Linked DNA regions of Mus musculus: regions 1, 2, 3, 4, 5 and 6 are each linked to region 7. A link is a contact called in public HiChIP or PLAC-seq and promoter capture Hi-C data. All regions are on one chromosome and are shown on one strand. Each heading gives the region's core, a stretch centred on a gene start, on an enhancer-like site or on the middle of the called end of the contact. The rest is flanking DNA. Distances are from core to core; before and after follow the strand shown.

Evidence for each region. Promoter capture Hi-C pulls out the DNA fragments that hold promoters and counts their contacts. HiChIP or PLAC-seq counts read pairs in DNA pulled down with a chosen protein or histone mark.
Region 1: a contact with region 7 is called in a promoter capture Hi-C map of pre-B cells, with 5 times the contacts expected there. The contact joins the promoter of Vhl here to the promoter of Rad18 in region 7. A contact is called at or near these places in 3 of 39 promoter capture datasets (the 3T3-L1 cell line, liver and pre-B cells), 2 of 484 Hi-C or Micro-C datasets (the Ba/F3 cell line and CD4 T cells), 2 of 115 datasets of contacts at active chromatin or transcription factors (memory CD8 T cells and pancreatic cancer cells) and 1 of 9 other capture datasets (liver).
Region 2: a promoter capture Hi-C map of pre-B cells shows a contact between it and region 7, with 6 times the contacts expected there. The contact joins the promoter of Il17rc here to the promoter of Rad18 in region 7. A contact is called at or near these places in 8 of 39 promoter capture datasets (the HPC-7 cell line, cranial neural crest, frontonasal cranial neural crest and 5 more), 4 of 484 Hi-C or Micro-C datasets (B cells, CD4 T cells, regulatory T cells and 1 more), 1 of 115 datasets of contacts at active chromatin or transcription factors (astrocytes) and 2 of 9 other capture datasets (adipose tissue and liver).
Region 3: a contact with region 7 is called in a FOXA1 HiChIP or PLAC-seq map of pancreatic cancer cells. The contact joins the promoter of Brk1 here to the promoter of Rad18 in region 7. A contact is called at or near these places in 1 of 39 promoter capture datasets (pre-B cells) and 1 of 115 datasets of contacts at active chromatin or transcription factors (pancreatic cancer cells).
Region 4: a promoter capture Hi-C map of 3T3-L1-derived adipocytes shows a contact between it and region 7, with 2.8 times the contacts expected there. The contact joins the promoter of Prrt3 here to the promoter of Rad18 in region 7. A contact is called at or near these places in 5 of 39 promoter capture datasets (3T3-L1-derived adipocytes, liver, maxillary cranial neural crest and 2 more), 3 of 484 Hi-C or Micro-C datasets (B cells, CD4 T cells and regulatory T cells), 1 of 115 datasets of contacts at active chromatin or transcription factors (pancreatic cancer cells) and 1 of 9 other capture datasets (adipose tissue).
Region 5: a promoter capture Hi-C map of pre-B cells shows a contact between it and region 7, with 6 times the contacts expected there. The contact joins the promoter of Emc3 here to the promoter of Rad18 in region 7. A contact is called at or near these places in 7 of 39 promoter capture datasets (the C10 cell line, frontonasal cranial neural crest, hematopoietic stem and progenitor cells and 4 more), 2 of 484 Hi-C or Micro-C datasets (CD4 T cells and muscle stem cells), 1 of 115 datasets of contacts at active chromatin or transcription factors (memory CD8 T cells) and 1 of 9 other capture datasets (liver).
Region 6: a promoter capture Hi-C map of pre-B cells shows a contact between it and region 7, with 5 times the contacts expected there. The contact joins the promoter of Rpusd3 here to the promoter of Rad18 in region 7. A contact is called at or near these places in 2 of 39 promoter capture datasets (erythroid cells and pre-B cells), 3 of 115 datasets of contacts at active chromatin or transcription factors (extraembryonic endoderm stem cells, memory CD8 T cells and pancreatic cancer cells) and 2 of 9 other capture datasets (adipose tissue and liver).

The regions. Positions count from the first base shown.
Region 1 is chr6:113,622,567-113,625,443 of GRCm38.p6, forward strand. It overlaps Vhl (von Hippel-Lindau tumor suppressor), which reads left to right and starts at 1,428. Exons shown (of 3, transcript NM_009507.4): 1 at 1,428-1,812. The coding sequence starts at 1,575.
Region 2 is chr6:113,470,059-113,473,352 of GRCm38.p6, forward strand. It overlaps Il17rc (interleukin 17 receptor C), which reads left to right and starts at 1,397. Exons shown (of 18, transcript NM_178942.1): 1 at 1,397-1,729; 2 at 2,013-2,034; 3 at 2,173-2,325; 4 at 2,569-2,631; 5 at 2,720-2,829. The coding sequence starts at 1,625. It overlaps Il17re (interleukin 17 receptor E), which reads left to right. Exons shown (of 15, transcript NM_145826.6): 15 at 1-700. The coding sequence ends at 85.
Region 3 is chr6:113,603,082-113,606,088 of GRCm38.p6, forward strand. Brk1 (BRICK1, SCAR/WAVE actin-nucleating complex subunit) reads left to right here and starts at 1,691. Exons shown (of 3, transcript NM_133937.1): 1 at 1,691-1,815. The coding sequence starts at 1,698.
Region 4 is chr6:113,500,145-113,503,281 of GRCm38.p6, forward strand. Prrt3 (proline-rich transmembrane protein 3) reads right to left here and starts at 1,787. Exons shown (of 4, transcript NM_001289700.1): 1 at 1,706-1,787.
Region 5 is chr6:113,530,008-113,533,062 of GRCm38.p6, forward strand. Emc3 (ER membrane protein complex subunit 3) reads right to left here and starts at 1,631. Exons shown (of 8, transcript NM_175101.3): 1 at 1,321-1,631. The coding sequence starts at 1,475. Fancd2 (Fanconi anemia, complementation group D2) reads left to right here and starts at 1,675. Exons shown (of 44, transcript NM_001033244.3): 1 at 1,675-1,741.
Region 6 is chr6:113,417,407-113,420,654 of GRCm38.p6, forward strand. Rpusd3 (RNA pseudouridylate synthase domain containing 3) reads right to left here and starts at 1,934. Exons shown (of 9, transcript NM_001033204.1): 1 at 1,812-1,934; 2 at 1,404-1,543; 3 at 625-669; 4 at 441-540; 5 at 1-5. The coding sequence starts at 1,912.
Region 7 is chr6:112,695,048-112,697,980 of GRCm38.p6, forward strand. It overlaps Rad18 (RAD18 E3 ubiquitin protein ligase), which reads right to left and starts at 1,623. Exons shown (of 12, transcript NM_021385.2): 1 at 1,497-1,623. The coding sequence starts at 1,547. It overlaps Gm35824 (a long non-coding RNA gene), which reads left to right and starts at 1,621. Exons shown (of 2, transcript XR_377964.4): 1 at 1,621-2,933.

The DNA.
Region 1 (2,877 bases), core at 178-2,677, 930 kb after region 7:
TTATTTACTTTGGTTTTTTGGGTTTTTGAGACAAGGTTTCTCTGTCTGTCCTGGAACTCACTTTGTAGACCAGGCTGGCCTCGAACTCAGAAATCCTCCTGCCTCTGCCTCCCAAGTGCTGGGATTAAAGGCGTGCGCCACCACTGCCCGGCCCGTACATTTAAAAAAAGCTCATCTGATGAAACTTCTGCCAGAAATGTCTATGGAAAAATGGCACTGAATGTTATCTGATAGTAGTTGTATGCTAATTCTTTGAACCAGTCATGGTAGCACATATCTAGAATGCCAGTACTTGGGAGGCAGACACAGGAGTGCCACTAATTTGAGGCCAGCCTGGGCTATATATATTCAGCTGCAAGGCAATGGGAACTATGCAATAAGTCTGCGTCTAAAAAGAAAAAGACAAAATATTTTAAAATTCTATTCACAAACATAAAAAAGTTTGAAAGGAAACAAAAACTGGTAATACTGTTTTCTGGGAATGCAGATGGAAAAGGAGGGAAAGTTTTACTTTTGTACTCTGGAAGACATTTTGAAATGTGTAGTTAAAAATAGAGACAGACTCAAACTCATCAATGAGAAAAACTTTAAATAATAGCATAGGTGGGCCCGGCAGCGGTGGTACTCAGCTTTTATATCAACACTTGGGAGGCAGAGGCAGGAGATTGGAGGTCAGACTGGTCTACAGAGTGAGTTCCAAGAGAGCTGGAGCTACCCAGAGAAACCCTGTCTTGAAAAACCAAAAAGCAAAGGCAGAAGGGGAAATATGGCAAGCCCGTGGAGATCTTAAGAGAAGAAATTAAATTTAAGTACACTCAAAAAAAAAAAAATATATATATATATATGAGGCTCATGCCTGTAATTCCAGCACTCTGGAGTCAGAGGCAGGAGATCACTCTTAAGTTTGAAGCTGGTTTGGTCTGTACACGGAATTCCAGACCAGCCAGGGGGAAACAATGCTACCCAAAAAAAAAAAAAAAAAAAAATCCAACTGCCCTTGGTCCCTGTTCTCTGGAGTCTGAGGCAGGGAGATCTTTGAGTTCAGGACAAGCCGGATATACATAATGAGTTCTAGGCCTACATAGTGAGACCCTACCTCAAAGCAAGTCTTTCTGGCATGGAGATAACGGCTTTAATCCCAGTACTCTGGAAGCAGAGGCAGGCAGATCTCCGAGAGTTCGAGGCCAGACTGATCTAGGGTGTGAGTTCCAGGACAGCCAGGATTACACGAAGAAACTCTATCTTGGGGGAAAAAAAAAAAAGAAGGAAAAAGAAAAGGAAAGGAAACAAACAGAAACCCAACTGTAGGAGGTGGAATTTATAACCCGGGGCTCCGCCGCGGCCCCGCCCCGCCGCCCCGCCGCCCCGCCCACTGCTGCGGCCCCGCCCACCGCCGCGGCCCCTGGCTCCGTGCCGCCCCGCCCCCCAGTTTGAGGGCTCCCGGCGGCCATTTCCGCCTTCAAGTTGCCCGGAGCGCGTCTGGGACCGGCAGACCTGTCCCGGAGCGCGTAGATCCGCACGCACGCACGCGCCGCCCACGTCCAGCTTGCGAATCCGAGGGACCCGTTCCAATAATGCCCCGGAAGGCAGCCAGTCCAGAGGAGGCGGCGGGGGAGCCCGGTCCTGAGGAGATGGAGGCTGGGCGGCCGCGGCCGGTGCTGCGCTCGGTGAACTCGCGCGAGCCCTCTCAGGTCATCTTCTGCAACCGCAGCCCGCGCGTCGTGCTGCCTTTGTGGCTCAACTTCGACGGCGAGCCTCAGCCCTACCCGATCTTACCACCGGGCACCGGCCGCCGCATCCACAGCTACCGAGGTACGAGCCGCGCGCTAGGCCGCTGCTGCTGTAACAGGCGGGGCGCTTTCTCTCCGACCCCGAGCATCTTGTCCCTACCCACTGCATCTACCCCGAGAAAATGCCCGGCCCCTACCAGTGATTTCGGATGCAGTGTTAACCCAGTTCCCGGTCAGGTTCGGCATGCGAACCTGCCTTGGTGATGACAACTTGGAGGGTTACAGACAAAAAAAATGTATGAACAGACAAGAACCAGCCTGTGTCATAATTGCTGCGCTAGGCACCGAGCTTAGAGGTTTGCGAAAGCATGGGCAGAGTGTGGGTGCGTCCAGGTGAAGAAAGAGCACGCAGCTTAGGAGAACCGGAGTAGGATAAGTCAGCTGAGGGAGTTAACAGTTGTAGTTGGGGGATCACCTTTACCGATTGGCGTCTTGGCCGAAAACAAGTGAGTATGGGATAACGGGTTGAACTCTCGATCTTTCTGCCTTCGCCACTGATTTCAGGTTTGTACCAAGCCTGACCACGTAAGCTTATTAACTGTGACAAGCATCAGTGGAAGTCAGTCAGTTCTATCAGTGTCATGACTGGATGGCTATGAAAAACAAGTGAAGCCGCTCTCAGGTGTACAATCCCCAGGACTCAGAAAACCGAGGCAAGATGACTGCACCAGGCTTTTTTGGTTTGCCGCCAAACAGTGAGAGAAAAAGTTCAAAAGTTGATTTTAGCCGTAGTGAATTGGGGCTGTTTGACATTGCCTTATTTATGTATTGAAAAAAAATGTACCCAGATCTGTGTGTGGTAGCCCAGGACTCAGGAGGCCAAGACAGAAGGATTTCACTGAGTGCAAGTCCAGCCTTGGCTAAGCCCCAAGATTGTGTCTGAAGCAACCAGCCAGACAGCTGAGTGATGTGGGAATTTTGTAGATCAGGCTGGCCTCTCACTGAAATCCAACTTCCTTCTGCCCCCTGAGTACTGGGATTAAAGCAAAGGCCTTTGTCACCAAGGCCGGTTTATACTGCTCTTTCAGGGTTAGCTTCTCAGTACCCAGGTCAGGCAGCTCACAAGTTTCCATTACTCCAGCTCCAG
Region 2 (3,294 bases), core at 147-2,646, 770 kb after region 7:
GCAGTGTCACCTGCTGGAACTTGAGGCTGCCAAAGATGACTACCAAGGCTCAACCAATAGTCCCTGTGGTTTCAGCTGTCTGTAGCCTCAGCCTGTGTAGCAACAGCAGGAACTCCAGAATGAGGCCTCACACATGTACTCTTTGGGGGTGCTTCTTGTCCCCCAAACCGTAAGACTCACCTTAAGTCCCACACTTGACCAACCTCCCTCACATTTGCTCCCTCTTAGAGTTCCTGAGAGGAACTTGGGCTTTCCTGATAGGTCCTCAGCCCTTTCTGAGAAGGAGGGACGATTTTTCCATTTCTTTTCAAAACTGAAAAAAAAAAAAAAAAAAAAAAAGACAACCATCTGCATCGAGCACTCCAGTTCAGGCTGGAGGGCTAGGCCAGGATTGGAAAGCAGGGCCTAAGTGTCAAGCGCTTGAAGGGGGTGGGGGCGGGGGGAGGTGCTCTGCTCGGCAGAGTTGAGAGAAACCCCGTCAGCCAGGAGTCCCTCACCTTCCCCAGAGGGAGGCCTCGTCCAGAGGTAGTTTGATTTGTTTGTTTGTTTGTTTGAGACTGAAGCCCACTGTGTAGCCCTTGATGGCCTGGAACAAAGAGGTTTATCTACCTGCCTCTGTCTCCGGAGTGCTAGGATTAGAAGCCTACATCACCCAATTGGTAAGAGAGATGAATAAAAGCAAACGTAGTAGACACATTAAGGAACAGTGTGCTGCTCTTGTGTGCCTGGGCCAGTCAGGAAGCCTGCCCTAAGCTTGTTCTAGAACAGCTCACCAGCCCAAGTCCTTTCATTCCCACAAGCATTGCCTGTGAAAGGCAAGGGGGACCCAGTGCCTCCTGGATCCTCTCCTCACTATGATTCTTCCAAGAGCAAAGGAAAACCGGAAGCTAGGCAGCATGGCCATCGCTCTCCTCCAGTGCCAGCAACAGCTCGACAGAACTCAGCCCAGTAAGGGGTCTCCCGGGCCTCACTGCCCCTCCGTCTCCCCTGAACCTGGGCCAGGCAGTGGGGAGCTCACTTTCTGGTGCCCTTTGACAGCAGCCCGTTGTCTTCAGAGCTCCTGTTTCACGAGGGTCACTGTCACTGAGACCCAGGGAAGAACCTGAGCATAGTAAGAGGGGACCCAGTGGACCTTAGGATCCCAGGGTCATACAGGAAGTGGAAACACCCGGCATGCCACAAGCCTGGGGTCTTTCTGACCAGATCGATCAGAATCTTTGTTTTTTGGTGAGATCCGGGGTAGGAGTTCCTTTACACAGTAGTGAGTCCAGCTGTGCTGCCTTCCCAGGGCTCCTCCCAGCCAGGTACCAGCCAAGGAGGAGGAGGAGAAGCCACCACCCAGGTCCAAAGCTGCTGGCTCCTAAGCCTGGAGTTGGTGGGAGGGACGGGACAGGGCGGGGCGGGAACAGCCACTGCCTGCTGGGAGCCAAATCGAAAGCACTCCAGCTGAAACTGGGCCTGGAGTCCAGGCTCACTGGAGTGGGGAAGCATGGCTGGAGAGGAATTCTAGCCCTTGCTCTCTCCCAGGGACACGGGGCTGATTGTCAGCAGGGGCGAGGGGTCTGCCCCCCCTTGGGGGGGCAGGACGGGGCCTCAGGCCTGGGTGCTGTCCGGCACCTGGAAGATGCCTGTGTCCTGGTTCCTGCTGTCCTTGGCACTGGGCCGAAACCCTGTGGTCGTCTCTCTGGAGAGACTGATGGAGCCTCAGGACACTGCACGCTGCTCTCTAGTGAGTCTGGGACTATGGGAGGCTGGGAAAGGCTCAGAGTTAGAGTTCAGTCTCTGCCTCATCACAGCCCGAGTCTGGCTCCTGTCACTGCCTCTATCAGAACTGCCCTGTCTGGTCTGTCTGGTGCTGATGGGGGAAGAGAAGATGGAAAGGGGACAAGAATTGGTCTTTTCTTCAGGGAAGGGCTTAGGACAAGGAGCGCTGGAAGGAGATAGGCAGTGGCTAGGGGGCTGTCAAGCAAGGAAAGGCGCTTGAATTGAATTGACTTTTTCTTCCTTCCCAGGGCCTCTCCTGCCACCTCTGGGGTAAGTATTGCTACTTGAAAAGAATGACTTCCAGGCGAGCTGAAGGGAAGCAACTGCTGGCGCTCAGCCTGGAAGCTCCCCTGCCCTCTGCAGGTATCACAAACCAAACCAGCTTCCACCCCACCCCTTCACACCCAGATGGTGACGTGCTCTGCCTGCCTGGAAGCCTCCAGTCTGCCCCAGGCCCTGTGCTAGTGCCTACCCGCCTGCAGACGGAGCTGGTGCTGAGGTGTCCACAGAAGACAGATTGCGCCCTCTGTGTCCGTGTGGTGGTCCACTTGGCCGTGCATGGTAAGTGAGGAAGCCCGCCCGTAACTGAGTGCACACATAAGCCTGTCTGGGGAAGGCATGAGGATTGCAGACTCTGGGGACATCTGCAATGTCTAAGATACTGGTCCAGGTACCTCCAGGCCAGCCTGCTCTCCCCCAGGCCTCTGCTTATGCGCCATGGCATCTATGCAAGGGAATCTAAGCCCGAACCAGCCCAGAGCAGATGCCCGACTTGGGCTTTGCTCTCTTCTCTGCTTCTTGCAGGGCACTGGGCAGAGCCTGAAGAAGCTGGAAAGTCTGATTCAGAACTCCAGGAGTCTAGGAACGGTGAGGAGCCAGCTGGCCCAACTACTGCTTCTAGTCAGGGTCTTTCCCGTGGCCCATGGCCTGGCTGACCCCTGCTTGTTGCTCTCAGCCTCTCTCCAGGCCCAGGTGGTGCTCTCCTTCCAGGCCTACCCCATCGCCCGCTGTGCCCTGCTGGAGGTCCAGGTGCCCGCTGACCTGGTGCAGCCTGGTCAGTCCGTGGTATGTGAAGGGCTCCTCCTGAGGAGAAGAGCCACCTCCAGAATCCCAGATTCCCTTAACAATCTCGTGCACTGTTTCCTTAAGTCTTGGGTCTGATCTGAGCAGTGAGGCCTCTTGGCTTTTTTTGTGGTGGTTTTTCTGTCTATAAAATGAGGGTAAGGACACTCCTGGCTCACGTGTGACTGGGTGAGAAGTCACTAAGCAGTCCTCTGGGACAATCTTATTTCATCTTCTCACAGGCGGCACATGAGGCTTCCGGGTGCTTCCATCTCTGCCAACACTTGGCATTTAAAATTTAAAATTTTAGCCATTCTGCCATATATGTCATGGTTTATACCTGGAAATTTGTGTGTGCATGTGTGTGGCAGCAGTATTTATACTTCTAAATTACATTTATTTATTTATTTATTTAGTGTGTGTGTGTGTGTGTGTGTACTGGGGGTTCATATAGAGGGCAGAGGACAA
Region 3 (3,007 bases), core at 441-2,940, 910 kb after region 7:
ATGGGCCTAGCATTCAAACTTTTATTCAGGCCAGACCTATTCAAACCACCACACATGGACTGACTAGACCATTGTTTGGACAAGCCTTCTTCTGCCTTAGTCTCTTGAGTGCTGAAATTATAAGCATGTACGACTACGTTCCTTTAACGATTTTTTTTTAATGAAACGATTAGGTAAAAAGGTTGGAGATTATTTTTGCAGTTCTTGATAGAAATGGAATGAGTTTACACTGTGACTTACCATTTTGCTTCAGCCGGTCCATCATTGGGTATTAGCATTAAAAATGTATTTGGCAGCTTGGCGTGGTGGCGCATGCCAGCACTCGGGAGGCAGAGACAGGCGGATATCTGAGTTCGAGGCCAGCCTGGTCTACAAAGTGAGTTCTAGGACAGCCAGGGCTACACAGACAAACCCTGATTTGGAAAAAGAAAGAAAGAAAGAAAGAAAGAAAGAAAGAAAGAAAGAAAGAAAGAAAGAAAGAAAGAAAGAAAGAAAGAAAGAAAGAAAGAAAGAGAGAAAGAAAGAGAGAGAGAAAGAGAGAGAGAAAGAGAGAGAGAGAGAGAGAAAGAGAGAGAAAGAGAGAGAAAGAGAGAGAAAGAGAGAGAAAGAGAGAGAAAGAGAGAGAAAGAGAGAGAAAGAGAGAGAAAGAGAGAGAAAGAGAGAGAAAGAGAGAGAAAGAGAGAGAAAGAGAGAGAAAGAGAGAGAAAGAGAGAGAAAGAGAGAGAAAGAGAGAGAAAGAGAGAAAGAGAGAGAAAGAGAGAGAAAGAGAGAGAGAAAGAGAGAGAAAGAGAGAGAAAGAGAGAAAGAGAGAGAAAGAGAGAGAAAGAGAGAGAAAGAGAGAGAAAGAGAGAGAAAGAGAGAGAAAGAGAGAGAAAGAGAGAGAAAGAGAGAGAAAGAGAGAGAAGAGAAAGAAAGAAAGAAAAGTATTTTGCTCATTTGGTAAATATGGAGATTCAGAGTTGGTGGGACACCTCGAACAATAAAGACACTGAAGCTGATGATCTGAGTGTTCAGTCCCACAAGATGGAAGGTGAGGAACCCACTCCTGCAAGTTGTCCTGTAACTTCCGCCCGCGTGTTGTGCCACGTAAGCGCTCACATATAATACGAATAAAATAATTTTAACCTGGCGGTGGTGGCCACATTTTTAATCTCAGCACTCCGGAGGGAAAGGCAGGCTGATCTCTGTGAGTTCGAGGCCAGCCTGGTCTACAGAGGGAGTACAAGGACAGCCAAGACTACACAGAGAGACCCTGTCTCGAAAAACAACAACAACAACAAATTTTAAAAGAAAACGAGAATGAACAGAGTTGTGACCCAAGCATGACAAGCATTCTGAATAAACGGGATTCGTGGACTGTGCCCATCACAGCTAACAAGGTGCAAGAGAGCTTGGAGCAACCCTTAGGCGGAGGTGGGAATGTGTGGGCGCCCCCTAACGACAAGATCCGCTAGTGGTCAGCGGGTGCTTGTAACCGGGGACAGGGTAGCTCTTAGTCTTCACATCGCGAGTGGAGGAATCTTGTTTACCCCAGCGTGGGAGCCAAGCTAGAGCGCAGGGATTAGAGTGCGCACGCGCGTCGCTCTGCCAGCCCTTTCTGGGGCTCGAACACTCGGGTACTGGCTGGCGGCGCAGGCGCGCTGGAGGCCTGTAGAGGTCGCGGCGCCTGCGCAGTCACTCTTCCTCAGGCGGCCGCCATGGCGGGACAAGAGGATCCGGTGCAGCGGGAGATTCACCAGGACTGGGCGAACCGGGAGTACATTGAGATCATCACCAGCAGCATCAAGAAAATCTCAGACTTTCTCAACTCTTTCGGTCAGCGGGCGAGCAGGGGAGGCTGGGAGGAGGGAGGCCTGGGAGGCGGCCGGCGGCGGGGAGGAGAGGCGCGCCGCCCTGGCTACTCGCTTCCTCTTTGGCTGCCCGCCGGCCCCAGTGCCCTCACCCCGAGCCTCACTGGGCCGTTTCCGAGGGTCTACCCTGCCCGTTGCCATGCCCCACTTGCGCTCGTCAGCACGCCCACTGTCCAGCCTCTTAGGCCCATCCATCATCCGCCCCGGTTTGCGCCGCGCTTCCGTGCCAGTCTTCACTTGGCAGGCAGTGCGCAGCCGTGTCACGGTCACGGTCGCGCTTACTGTTGAGAGACTCCTGCTCGTTGTCCATCTCCTTCAGGAAGAAGTCCGAACCCCTTTGATGTCATGCCTTCTATTGCTCCCGTTTAACCACTCCCGGCAGGTTCATTCATCCCCGGCTCGATTTGGTGCTAGTGCTGAGGGTTGTAAGGGATGGGGCCCGCTCGGGCCTTGGGAATGGCTTTTCTAGCCCTGTATCTGCTTCATGGTAGGTGCTCTGGATGCTTCTGTCTGGCTCCTCGGATTTTACAGGGCAGATGGTTTCAGCAGAGTCCACTTTTCCAAAAAACTATTCCTAGGTGTGGCCGGCTAGTGACAGTCTTGATTTCTTTCTGCGTGCGTTCCTAGCCTTCTGGACTGAAAACCTGTTACAGACTTCTTATGGTCTCCGGAAGGGTTCTTTCAGGGACCTTCTTACACAATACAAGACGTGCAGATGGCATCCAGTGATCTTTTTCACTAGAGTGCTTTGGTTCTACTAATTAGCAACTTTCAGCATCTTGGGGAGAAAGTGCTGTATTTTGAAAAAAATTAAAGTGAATCGTATATTTTCTAGCTAAAGACCCGATGAGTCCTAAGTAGTATGATAGAAGGTAACCGAACAGTAGCTTCAATTACGGGGTGTAGTTCAGGGATTGGGCTCCTGAGTGGTAAGCACAAGACCCCGGCATCCCCCACTTCTTAGAGTTTTCTTTCTCTCTCTCCTTTTTTTTCCTCCTTTTTTTGTGTTTTGTTTTGTTTTTTGGTTGGTTGGGGGTTTTTTGTTTTGTTTTGTTTTTGTTTTTTGAGAAAAGAGAACAAAAAGGAAATTGGAAATGCATCATTAAGGGGCAGGGGATGCCTAGTCTGTAGAGTATTGGCCTAGCACCCACACACCA
Region 4 (3,137 bases), core at 537-3,036, 810 kb after region 7:
TTAAAAATGTTAAAGTTCAGATCCTTAGCAGAGTCAGGAGGATCTCTGTGATCTACCTAGCAAGTTGCAGGCCAGCCTGAGAACTATGAAATGAGACTCCCTAAAATTATAAAGTTTAGCTTTGAAGAAAATACAGTGTGGTTAGATGATAACAGAGGAGAGTCTCCACAGGGGTGCCAGGAGAGCCTGTCTGAGGAGAGAGACACTTAAGCAAAGGCAGAATGGTAAGAGAGCCAAGCATTTGACGCTCTGAGGGGAAAGCCTTTGGCAGCGGCAATAGCATATACAAAGACTCAGGAGCAGGCGTGAACTCAGTGAGTTCAGAACACCTCTTTTGGGGTGGCTGGTGGTCAGCAGGCAGGGGCTAGTCAGCAAGGGCTCCTGTGAACCATCACGTGGATTGGAGAGCTCCGACAGGAGGCGGTCTGAGAAGCAGTGTTTTTTAAAGGGAAAGAGGTCGGCATCATGTCCAGGGACAATTGGAGGGTAGTTCGTATTAGCCTAGACACTCCTCTCCAGGGATGCCTTCTGTTCCTGGCTCTCCCTATCCGGAGCAAAGCTCCCTTGTATATCATCTCCTGTCTGCCGCTGGCCTGGGGCTCCTGTCTTTTTCCTTTACACCTCCAGCCCCTGTACAATCCGGGCCCAGGTAGATATATTCCCAAGAGGTCCCTATTCCTAAGTCCATCCTTAAGTAGGCCAGGGAGGTAGGAGGGATCAGCAGTGGCCAGCCAGCTGAGGGCCAGCTGTGTTAGGGGCAGGTGCTGTGTCCTTTTCCTCTTGGACACAGCCACCTTTGGTGGCTCAGACACTAGGAGAAGTTAGAGGTAACCCCAGAGACTCTTCCGAGGAGTACCCCTAGGCTCATCAGAGGTTGTGGGAAGTTTCAGGGGATTCAAAGACCTCTTGGGTCCAGTCACAGCGTTAATTCAGACAGCCTTTAAGTCTTGGTAAGCCCTCTCTCAAACATCTATTAAGCCCCAGGTTCTGCTCATAGGCCAGGCTGGGGTCTGGGGACCCATAAAGTCCTCAGTTCTGAGGCTGGGGATGAGGTGTGCGAAGGAAGGACTTGGGGCCCCTGATATGGATATAGGTTATAATAATACCCTGTGTTGAGCTCTTTGCTTAGTTAGGCCTCTGTTCTAAACCTTCCCATACAGCAGGTGCAAGTACCCATCACACAGGAAAGGAGAGTGGGCAACCAAGAGTCAGAGAGGTTGAGCAACTTGTCCAAGGTCGCACAGCCAGCTGAAAACACATACTAGAGATACTGAAGCCCGTACAGCTCTGTAGACTTTGCAGAGGAGGAGATGGCTGAGCTGGGCCTTCAGTGAATAACATGCCATCTGCCTACCACCCCCGATGCAAGAGATGTGGGCACCCGCAGTCCAGGCAGGAGCTTGCCTAGCATTAGGGTCCCCATGGCTGGACAGTTCTGAGGGGAGATGAGATCAATCAGCCGCAGAGACTAGGGGGTGGGGGGAGCAGGGTGAGGGCCTCTGCAGGACAGCCTGCAGAAGCTGGTCCATCTCGGGTTACCTCTCTTCCTCCTTCTCCAGCTTCTCTCTCCCTGGCTCCATGCCTTCCCGCAGTGTCCCGGGTGGGGTTTGGCACCGTGCAGGCCCATGCCCGCGAAGGGGCTGTAAGCCTTGCTCCTTGCCTTCTTGGGTCCCGCCATCTCCCCTTCCCTCGGCCAGCTCCTCACCTGCGCGCTGCATCCGCAGCCATGCGTTCACCTTGCGCGCGTCCCTGCAGCCGCTCCCGGAGGCGCATCCTCCGAGATGCTCAGGCTTGGCCAGCAGAGCCCGGCTCTGCCGATCTCCTCGTCAAGCCCGCCCACAGGAGCGCGGGATACTTAACCCTTTCCTTTGGGAACGGTCTCTGTTCGCTGCTCCTCACCGCCCCTTTCTCACAAGCAGCACAGCCCAGATGGTGTCAGAGCCCTGTGGGGTTCTGCAGTGTTCCTTCTAGCTACAGCCCGCTTTATTTGCATACCTGCGGGGACTGGGAGCTCACTTTCTCTGGATTCATACAGGCATAGGTAGATCATACATACAGCCTGGCATATCTTCCAGGCTTTTCCCAGAGCATATTAAATAAAAATGAGCCCACGCTTTCTTAATTGCTCTTGTAACTTGCCTTTCTCCTCATCATTTTACAATATATTCTGACACATTTTCGAAGATCTACTTCTTTCTTTTTTCTTCTTTTCTTCTTCTTTCTCCTCACCCTCCTTCTTTTCTATTATTGTTGTTGTTGTTATTTTGGTGTGTGTGTGTGTGTGTGTGTGTTTGTATTTGTGTGGCCTGTGGCATACCACATCATGTCTGTGGAGTCAGTTTTCTCCTTCTGCCTTGTGTATCCTGGGGACCAAACTCAGATCTTCTTTACCTGCAGAAGCAGCTTGCCAGCCCTAGGTCTACTTCTTTCTGGTCTCCGATGTGGTGATTTTCAGCATGTGGTTAGCCGATCATGTAATTTCTTCTGGCCTTTGTGACTGGATACAATACTACCTGAGTCACTGTTCTATTGTTATGAAGAGACACCGTGACCAAAGCAACTGCTATAAGAGAAAGTATTTAATTGGGTGCTTGCTTACAACTTCAGTGGTTTAGTCCCTTATCATCATGTTGGCAGGCACTGGAACAGTAGCTGAGAGCTACATACTGATCAATAGAAACACACACACACAGAGAGACAGACAGACAGACAGACTAGGCCTGGCATGGGCTTTTGAAACCTCAAAGCCTTCCCCATTTGACACACAGCTTCTGTTAAGGCCACACTTTCTAATCCTTCTAATCTTTTCAAAATAGGGCCACTCCCTGATGGCTAAGTATTCAACTATATGAGCTTATGGGAGCCATTGTTATTCAAATCACCACAAATACCTTCTTTATCTTCAGCCTCTAACACTAGCGGGAGAAATGGAGAAGGCTGAACTGTAGCTGACCTTAGGTACTTTCTGGGTTCTTCTCCCACCCCCATCCCCCGCACTTTATCCTCCCACCCCCAGTTTCACCCCCTATCACTAGAGACAGAAAGAAGGATAGAGAAAAGAGAGATCCTTGAATCTAATTTCTTTCCTTTTGTTTGTTCTTTGAGCACAGCTACTAACAAACCACAACCCCCTCCAA
Region 5 (3,055 bases), core at 381-2,880, 830 kb after region 7:
CAAAGCCAGCTGTCCAAGCACTGTACCCAACTGAGTTACATCACAGCCTCATTGCAGAAGAAGTGTTTTTAGGGCTGGAGAGATGGTTCAGCCATTAAGAGCACTGACTGCTCTTCCAGAGGTTCTGAGTTCAAATCCCAGCAACCACATGGTGGCTGCAACCATCTATAGTGAGATCTGATGCCCTCTTCTGGTGTGCCTGAACACAGCAACAGTGTGCTCACATACATAAAATAAATCTTTTTTTTTTTAAAGTGTTTTTAATTTAAGGTGATCTTTAAATCACCAGCAAATGGAAATCCAGTATTACTTGCCACAAAAAGAAAGTAACTTTTAAATACGATAAAATGAGGTTTTTTTTTTTTTTTTCTTCTTCTTCTTTTTTTTTGGTTTTTCGAGACAGGGTTCCTCTGTATAGCTCTGGCTGTCCTGGAACTCACTCTGTAGACCAGGCTGGCCTTGAACTCAGAAATCCACCTGCCTCTGCCTCCCAAGTGCTGGGATTAAAGGTGTGTGCCACCACGCCCGGCAAAATGAGGTTTTTGTTTTGTTTTGGTTTTTGTTTTCTGTTCTCTGCAGAAACGTTTGAAACGTTTCTCTTCATTAAAGTGATTCCTATGTGATCTGGACAAGTCAAGGAACCAGCAGCACTGTCTTCAGCTAGTCTCTGAAAATGACTAGAATAAGTGATTGAAAACTGTTACTGATTTTAATGTGAAGTGGCTGAAGTTATGTCAAAGTTCTGTCTCCCACAGAAAAGCACTGTAAGAAGGCAAGTGAGGAGAGGAGGCAGGTGGAATGGTCCATCGCAACTCCTCACACGTCTCTGTGGTAGTCTCCAAGCTTTGGAGGCACTTTATACCTTAGCATCTCAGCAGATCACTACAGTTCTTTGGTAGTGTAGATTATGAAATTCACTTGCCTGGATGTTAGCAGGACTCAAGGGAATATTGCATCTGACTCTCAGTGGGTACTCTTAATAACGGAATGGAGCAGGATAGTTCAGAGAGAACCTCACTGACGGTTGGCAACTAGCCTAACAATATTAAGAACGTTTTCTTAAACACTTAGTACATGCAAGGCCCTGGGCTAAAGGCTTTTAGGTATCATCCAATCTAACATCTACATGCCTGCTCTCTCTATTAGGTAGGTACTGAGATTATTCCCATTTTACTGACAAAAATGAAACACAGCTAACCGCCAAGGTCAACCCGTAGGGGCGCGATGAAAACTCAGTTAAAGTGATACAATCAATCCCTGCACTTTCTTGACCAAGGTCACCCGGGAGTGAGGTCAGCAGGATAGGGTGAGGGTACTGACCTGTCAGACACTTGTTCCTGGGTGAGCTTCTTGTCGCTCTGCAGTAGGATTGACACGTAGTGGCGGATCATGCCCACGAAGAAAGTGATGATAACGATGGGCAGGACCACCCAGAGGCGGATGTTGGAGTCAAGCAGCAGCTCGGGCCCCGCCATCTTCGCTGAGAGTTCGCTGCGGGTCGGGAGGAGTTGGGTTCCTCCCGGCTTTCGGCTCCGGGCCTTCACCCGCCCCTCAGTCTGGCTGGCGTGGAATCTGGGGCAGCCTAGCTTTCTCCGCGCACTGTTTCCAGCTGGGCCGCCAGGCCGTCAACTTCCGGTGCGGGCGAGTAACGTCACGCCACGGCGCGGCTTTGATGGCGTCAGAGCGCCGTTCTTCTAGCGGGAAAGTCGAAAACGAAGGGAAGCAACTGGCGGGTCCCCAGGTTAGTGGCTTTTTAGGCTTTCCTGGGAGCGAGATGGTATCTCTCCGAAGTCAGACGGCCCTGACTTGTTCTAGTGTTTCCCTCTGAAAAGTGGCTGTCAGTGATTACATATTATTGTAGGAAACGCATAATAAGAAATCTCGTATAATAAGAAATTTGAACCTGTTTTTAGTTTTTGAGGCTTTTTTTTTTTTTTTTTTGGCAAGACTTATTTAATGTATATGTATGATTTGACCTTCTGTGTTTATGTGCACCACATGCATATAGGAACCCGAAGGGGCGCAGGATTCCCTAGAACTGGAGTTACAGGCAGTTTTGAGCCGCATGTTTGAATGGGAACTGAACCTGGGTCCTCTGCAAGAGCAGTAAACGCTCTTAATCCCAGAGCTGTCTCACCAGCCCAGGAACGTTAATCCTTAATAGAAACCATTGCCCTAGTCTGGAGAGATGGTTTGGAGGTTAAGAGCACTGGCTGCTTCTCCAAAGGTCCTGAGTTCAATTCCCCTTAACCACATGGTGGCTCATAACCATGTATAATGAAATCTGATACCCTTTTCTGATGTGCAGACAGAACATTGTATACACAGAAAAATAAAGAGAGAGAGAGAGAAGCTGGGTGGTGGTGTCACTTGAGAGACAGAGGAAGTTGGATCTCTGAGTTCGATCAAGGTCAGCCAGTCCTCAGAGTGAGAGAAACCCTGTCTCAAACAAAAGAAAGCAAAACAAAAAAACAAAACCAACCAAATAAAAAACAGTAATAATAATAATAGCCCATAGTCTTGGCTTTTAGGAGGTGGAGGCAGGAGAAGTTGCCTTTGGCTATGTATGAGTTCAAGACCAAACAGCTACACAAGACCCTAGAAGTTGAAAGTAAGACAAAACCCACAGATTCTGGCCTGTCTAAGAACCAAAAATAAATGAACAAAACAAGGAGTACAGATTCTGGAACCAGACTTTTTAGAGTTAGAACCTCAGCCCTTCCCCTGATTAGGAGACTAGTAATGGTATCTTTCTTAAGTTAGCATGTGAGAAATATGTAGATTATAATTAGAGCATATAAGACAAGGTTGTTTGTTTGTTGGTTATTGAGATAGGGCCTCACTGTATATCTGAAGCTGGCCTAGAATGTAACTGGTAACTATGTAGACCAGCCAGTCCAATTTACATGGTGGAATCCTGTCTTAAAAATAAATACGTACTAGAAAAATAGCTCAGTGGTTAAGAACACTTGCTGCTCTGCAGAGAATCTCGGCTCCTTTCCCAGCACCCACATAGTGGCTCATAACTATCTGTAACTTCACTTCTGGGGGCTCT
Region 6 (3,248 bases), core at 684-3,183, 720 kb after region 7:
CCTCCCTGGAAGAAGGGGACAAATCACATAAAGCCTCTTGGTCTTGAAAACGAGCTCTAGATGGCTGCTCTTGCAGAGGACCAGCATTGAGCACCCGCATGGTGGCTCACAACTATCTGCGATTCCAATTCGAGATCAGATGCCGCCTTCTGGCCTCTGAGGGCACCAGATACACACTGTGGTGCATAGACATACATGCAGGCTAAACACACTATACACAATAAGGATAACCCCCATCCCCAACTAAAGGCTGGACAGAAACACCAGGACTAGAATCCAGACCTGAGAAACAAGTCATAAGGCCTTTTCTCTCTCCCTCAAGAGAGAGAGCCGAATGCGCTAAGAGTTAACACCAATGTCCAGGGCCTACCATGTATCAGGCATTTGAATAAGACTTTTACTTACAGTGGGTGTAACATACACCCCACACTATCACTTACTTCCCAGGTGCTCGCACAACCTGGAGCTCCTGGTGTTCGAGCCCCAGGGCCTGGCTCAGCTGCGGCAGCACAGATAGCAGCGTCAGCTCTCCTGGTCTCCCTGGGAGGGAAGAGGACAAGCTGCCAGCGTGCCATCCAACCATCTCTACCCCAGCCTTGCCCTCCTCCCTGCCCATGCCCATACCTGTCACAGGCAGACCCTGTGGCTTGTTCAGTGTCACCAGAGGTCCTGAAACAGTTCATGGATGTCAGCAAAAGCAGGGAAGCATGTCTGCATGCAGCCTCGGGGGTGGGGTTGGGGGTGGGGGTTATACAATCCAACCCCACTTTAAATAGCACTTCCTAATCCCTGTACCTCGGAGCCTTCATACCTGCAGTTCCAGGCTTCCATTCCCATTGGCTCCAACATACCTCAGTATAATGTGTGCCCCTCCTACAGTCCTTGACTGTTGCGGGTGGAGGGGGGCTCAAACACCAAGTCAGCCTCAAATTCACTACACAGCTAAGTCTGGTCCTGAACTCCTGATTCTCCTTGCCTCTACCTCCCAAGTTCTGGAATTACAAGTGTGGTTACCACGCCAGCAGCGATTGCTCAGTAATTCTCACATTAGGACGCTGGATCTCGCAAGGCAGGGGCCATATTTATCCCAGAACTGTGAAGCCCCTCACTGCTACATGAACATACAGTCGTGAAGCAACATGTGGGTGCTGACTGCTGGTCCTCTCTGCAAGAGCAGCCATCTAGCCCTCTTATGAAACCAAGAGGCATGCCGCTTACAGAGGCCAGCTATAACTAACCCCAAAGCTTTTTCTGATAGTTAACTTCTGTTACAGCTGCTCTCAGAACACAGGGAGGAGTGAGGTATACACCTCTCCTCGTGATGGTGAGGCTAGGAAGAATGTGACTGCTGGCCTGGCTCCTGCAGCAACAGGGGAGGCACAGGAGCAGCAGGCTCCCCTCACCTTTCTGATCCACCACAGCTGCCCTCAGGACATGAGCCAGCTCCTCCAGGCCGAGGTTCTCCGTCCTCAGCAGCCCCGGGAAGGGCTGGTCCTCGACTAGGTCCTTGTGCTTGCTGGAGCGGTGAGGTTGAGACGGACGCCTGAGAAACATGGTAGAAGCCTGTACCTCCCTCCCTTGCTCACCCTGCCTAGTCCAGCCTCTTCTTAGAACTCCCGGGCTCAGCAGACAGGAGTCCACCTACCCCCCAAGACTTTACCAAAGAGGCACCAAGGCTCAAAGGTCCAATGACCTAGTGCCGGGTCTCACAACATAGTCCGGCTTAGAACCAAGTACTGATCTGAATTTCATGCCTGCCCTCTCCTTGATCTAGTCTCTCCCCATACACGGAAGTGGAGTGTTATAATCACCGGGCCTCGGTGCCGAAGCCGGCATCCCTCTGCCGTGCGCAAGACCCCAGCTCCGGCCGCCAGATCATAGAGACATAACGCAAAACTCTCAGGGCTCCCATTGCCGGGGACCAAGCACAGTACGCATGCGTGTCCACGGACAGCTCAACCCCACCTCCCGTACATCCTCCGTGCGTAGATTGGTCAGGCAGGCTGTCAATCAAGGCAGAGGGCGCTCAGACGAGCGAGAATCCGGGCTTTGCCTCCCCTGTAGAAGAAAAAGTGCCATTTAGGGTTCTGGCTTTTGGGAAAACTGAGGCACGAGGCGGGTTATTTACTCAAAGTAGAGGACGTGTCTTAGAATAAAAAGGGTCGAGAAGACTGTCGTTTCAATTTTGGGGAACCTTAATCTGAAACCCTCCCTTGTAAAACCGAGGGAGAAGAAAGGTGAAGACCGGTATGCAGCCTTTCGGTCAGTACACCTGTCTGAAATTGTAACAGCCTGTGACATAAAAGGTCCCAAAGCTGTGGCTCAGGTGGTAGAGAGGCTACACAAGGTCCTGGGTTCAATTCCCAGCACCGTGTATGTAGGTCACAAAGAACAAGATCACAGATACTGGGTTGGAGACCAGCCTGGGAGATGCGCAAGGCCCCTCTATGAAAAGAAAATCAAGGTAGGCTGGGTGTGGTGGCGCATGCCTGGAACAGAGGCAAGTAGTTAGCTGAGTTTGAGACAAGCCTGGTCTACACAAAGAAAACCAGTCTAAAAAGAAAAAGAAAGAAAAAGAAACGAAAGCTGTGAGTTCCACCCTGGCCAGTATGTCTCAAAAACAAAATACACGGGCGTAAAATGAAACAAAATGGAGACTGGTTAAGATTGCCTGTTGTTGCCGGGCATGGTGGTGCACGCCTTTAATCCCAGCACTCAGGATGCAGAGGCAGGCGGATTTCTGAGTTCGAGGCCAGCCTGGGCTACAAAATGAGTTCCAGGACAGTCAGAGCTATACAGAGAAACCCTGTCTCAAAAAAACAAAACAAAACAGAACAAACAACAGGATTGCCTGTTGTTTTCAGCACCCACAGCCTTGGACTCAAAACCTCCTTTAACACCTGTCCAAACACACAGACATATGTACATAATTAGCAATAAAATAGACCAGACCTTTAATTCCAGTATCGGTCTACATAACCCTGTCTCAAAAAAAAATACAAAAGATAGTAACAATTTTATGCGCATAATAAAAACAGTGAAATAGAAATAATGACTGAAAATAAAAAGAAAGTCTCTTTTTGTTTGTTTGTTTTGTTTTTCGAGACAGGGTTTCTCTGTATATCCCTGGCTGTTCTGGAACTCACTTTGTAGACCAGATTAGACTGGCTTCGAACTCAGAAATCCGCCTGCCTCTGCCTCCCAAGTGCTGGGATTAAAGGCATGTGCCACCAGGCCTGGCGAAAGTG
Region 7 (2,933 bases), core at 373-2,872:
AATGCGAAAAATAAAATAAATAATTCTTTAGAATAATTAATGTAAATATAAGCAAATACAACCAAGGGAGTACCTACTTTTAATCTTAACACTTCAGTGGCAGGAGCAGGAGTATCCAAGCTTCAAGCCTACCTGCACTACTACATAAGGAGCCCGTCATAAAGCCAAACACAAACCAAAAAGTTGTCATTTACAGTCCATATGAAACATTACATAGCTATAAAAACCTGCTTGTGCTGGGCAGTGGTGGCACATGCCTTTAATCCCAGCACTTGGAAGGCAGAGGCATTGAGGTCTGTGAGTTCTAGGCTAGCCTGGTCTACAGAGCTAGTTCTGGGATAGGCAGGGATTCAACAAAGGAGGCCTGTCTCAAAAAACAACACACACACACAAAATAAAACAAACAATAATCAGTTGTGGAAGGGAAATGTTCAGGTTGTAATAGATGCATTGTTTGTAAGAACAGAAGGAAAAAGCCTGCACTCAGAGGACAGAGCTAGTTACGGGACAGCCAAGGATATCCAAAAAAACCCCTGTCTCAAAAAACAACAATTATAAAAGCAAAGAATAACCAACTGTCATAGGGAAACCGTCTAGGTTATAACAGATACAACGTAAGCCTGCTGCACTCAGCAGACAGAGGCAGGAGGGCTACCCAATCTTGGTAGAAAACAAACATCAAAACAAAAAACATCCACCGGATGGGCAGAGGTGGCACACATCTTTAATCCCAGCACTTGGGAGGCAGAGGCAGACAAGCAGATCTCGCTGAGTTCAAGGCCAGCCTGGTCCTACAAGAGCAAGGCTACACAAAGAAACCCTGTCTCAAAAACAATCAAACAAACAAACAACACATCCTACTAAATGTTATTTAAGGGAGATAATTCAGTATGCAATAATTCCTTAAAAGGAAAGGCTAAGCGCTGGGTCTAGGTCCTGGTCTCTCTTTTAAAAAGATGTGAGCCAGGGGCTACAGGGTATGACCTCGTCTCCTAAATTAATAAAATAAATAAAAGTTAAATAAAGAGAGATGCGTCATTATTGAGTCATGGAGGGCACATTAGGCAGGGAAGCCGGATGCAGTGTGTTAAGAACGTGGAGGACTTCTGGACCACAGCCAGAAATGGAAAACCATGATAAGCGGACCCTCTGCTATACTGCTTGATTATAAAATGTCATCCGATGCAACGTCCACACAAATCACGAGTGGTGTCACTGTTAACACAGGAGTCCTCGTAGGATGTGATGTCACCATCGTTGACACTACTTTACGGGGAGACGCGGTGATAGTGACAGAAACCCAAAACATCCGGTTCGTTAGGGCGGCGACCTAAGGCTGACTGCGCAGGGCCGCGGCGCGTTCCCGGACCGTCTCGGGGGTTGGAAACTGAGGACCGGCGTCGCGAGGCCAGGTTAGGGCCGAGGCGGCGGCGCGCGGACCGGGGTGCCTGTTCGCACCGACGACGTCCGCGCCCCGGCCTTCCCCCGACACTCACCTTCATCACCGCCAACCCCGGAGGCCATCGCGGCTCGGCCAGGACCTCCATGGCCGCACCTGATGAGACCGCCAGCTACCGGCCCGCCACGCAGCTCCTCTACTCGAAATTCCCCGCGCTACACCGTACGTCAGCTACGTGCGGCGCGCTCGCGGCGAGCGCACGGCATGCTGGGAGCTGTAGTTCTTGTGCGTTGGACGTTAGCGGCTTCGGAAGACCGAAGGGGAAAAAGTGAGACATTCCAGGGCGTAGCCTGGAGCGATGCAGGCGTTTGGACCTCTTGGATCCCGAGAGACAAGAAGATAAGTGAAAGATTAAAAGCAGCTTTAATCTGTCTTATAAAATGAATAAACAAAAGATTCCGGAAGGTGATTGAATATTAGGAAAAAGAAACCAAATGAAGCCTAAGCCTTGGTAGAGAGTTCAAGATCTAGGCTCAGGTCTTCCCTCTTCAGGTAGTAATCTCTGGTTGCTTTAGAGATCTGTCTTGCTCCTTGAAAATATCTAAAGTTACACTTCTGTCTCAACTCCTCTTTCTGTAAGCATCCACGAGAGCCACATAGAGCCTCTGTTCTTCAAAGGTAACCACGGCTAATATTGGCACTTAGTTCTCAGATAGTCCCCATGTATAAAAGGACCAGTGTTAGCAAAGAGTGTTATTAAATCAGTTTAACAGGAACCCACATTCTTTTTTATCAAATTACTCCATCTACTTGAGAGGCTCCTCACCCTCTTCCATCTCCCAGGTGACGCCTTATCTCCCGGACCTGTCTCCAGAAAGGTTCCTTTTAGGCTCATTTAACCAGAGCTCCATTATCTGGATGTGGAACGCTGACCAACACACAGCCAGCCTGGCTACTCAGTTCAGCACTCATCTTCTGCCTTCTGTGGGCCTCCGCTGTACTAGGTCTCAGGGGCCACAAGTTGGTCCAGATGACTCGCAAGACAGAATCCCGAAGCTTGCGGTATCACTGATACCCCGGTGGCCCACACATTCACCGATTCAACATGTATGTTTTGAAGACTTACAATGGACCAGGCATGTGAGCTCTCCTGGAAAGTAGGGGGAGAGATGTGGCTGTTACAGACACTTTACAGGTGTGAAGACTAAAACCCAGCAGGTTAGGAATTCATTCTTTTGAGTTTTTATCATAAAATAATCCCTGTAATCTGAGCCAATTAATTTTTCCTAGCCTACAGTCACAGATGAACTGTGCAACACCAACACAAACAACATTTAGGTGATAGTTTACTTATTACAGTAATAGCTAACACATATTAGACCACCTGTATTCAAAGCACTCCTGTGGCTTTGGGTTGTTTTGTTTTGTTTTGTTTTTGCATCATGCACTTACTTGGTTTACTCATTATTCAAAGGAAAGAAAAATGGGTAATTGGTGCAGAGCATTCTGCAGCTAAGTAGAAGCAGGGCTTGAA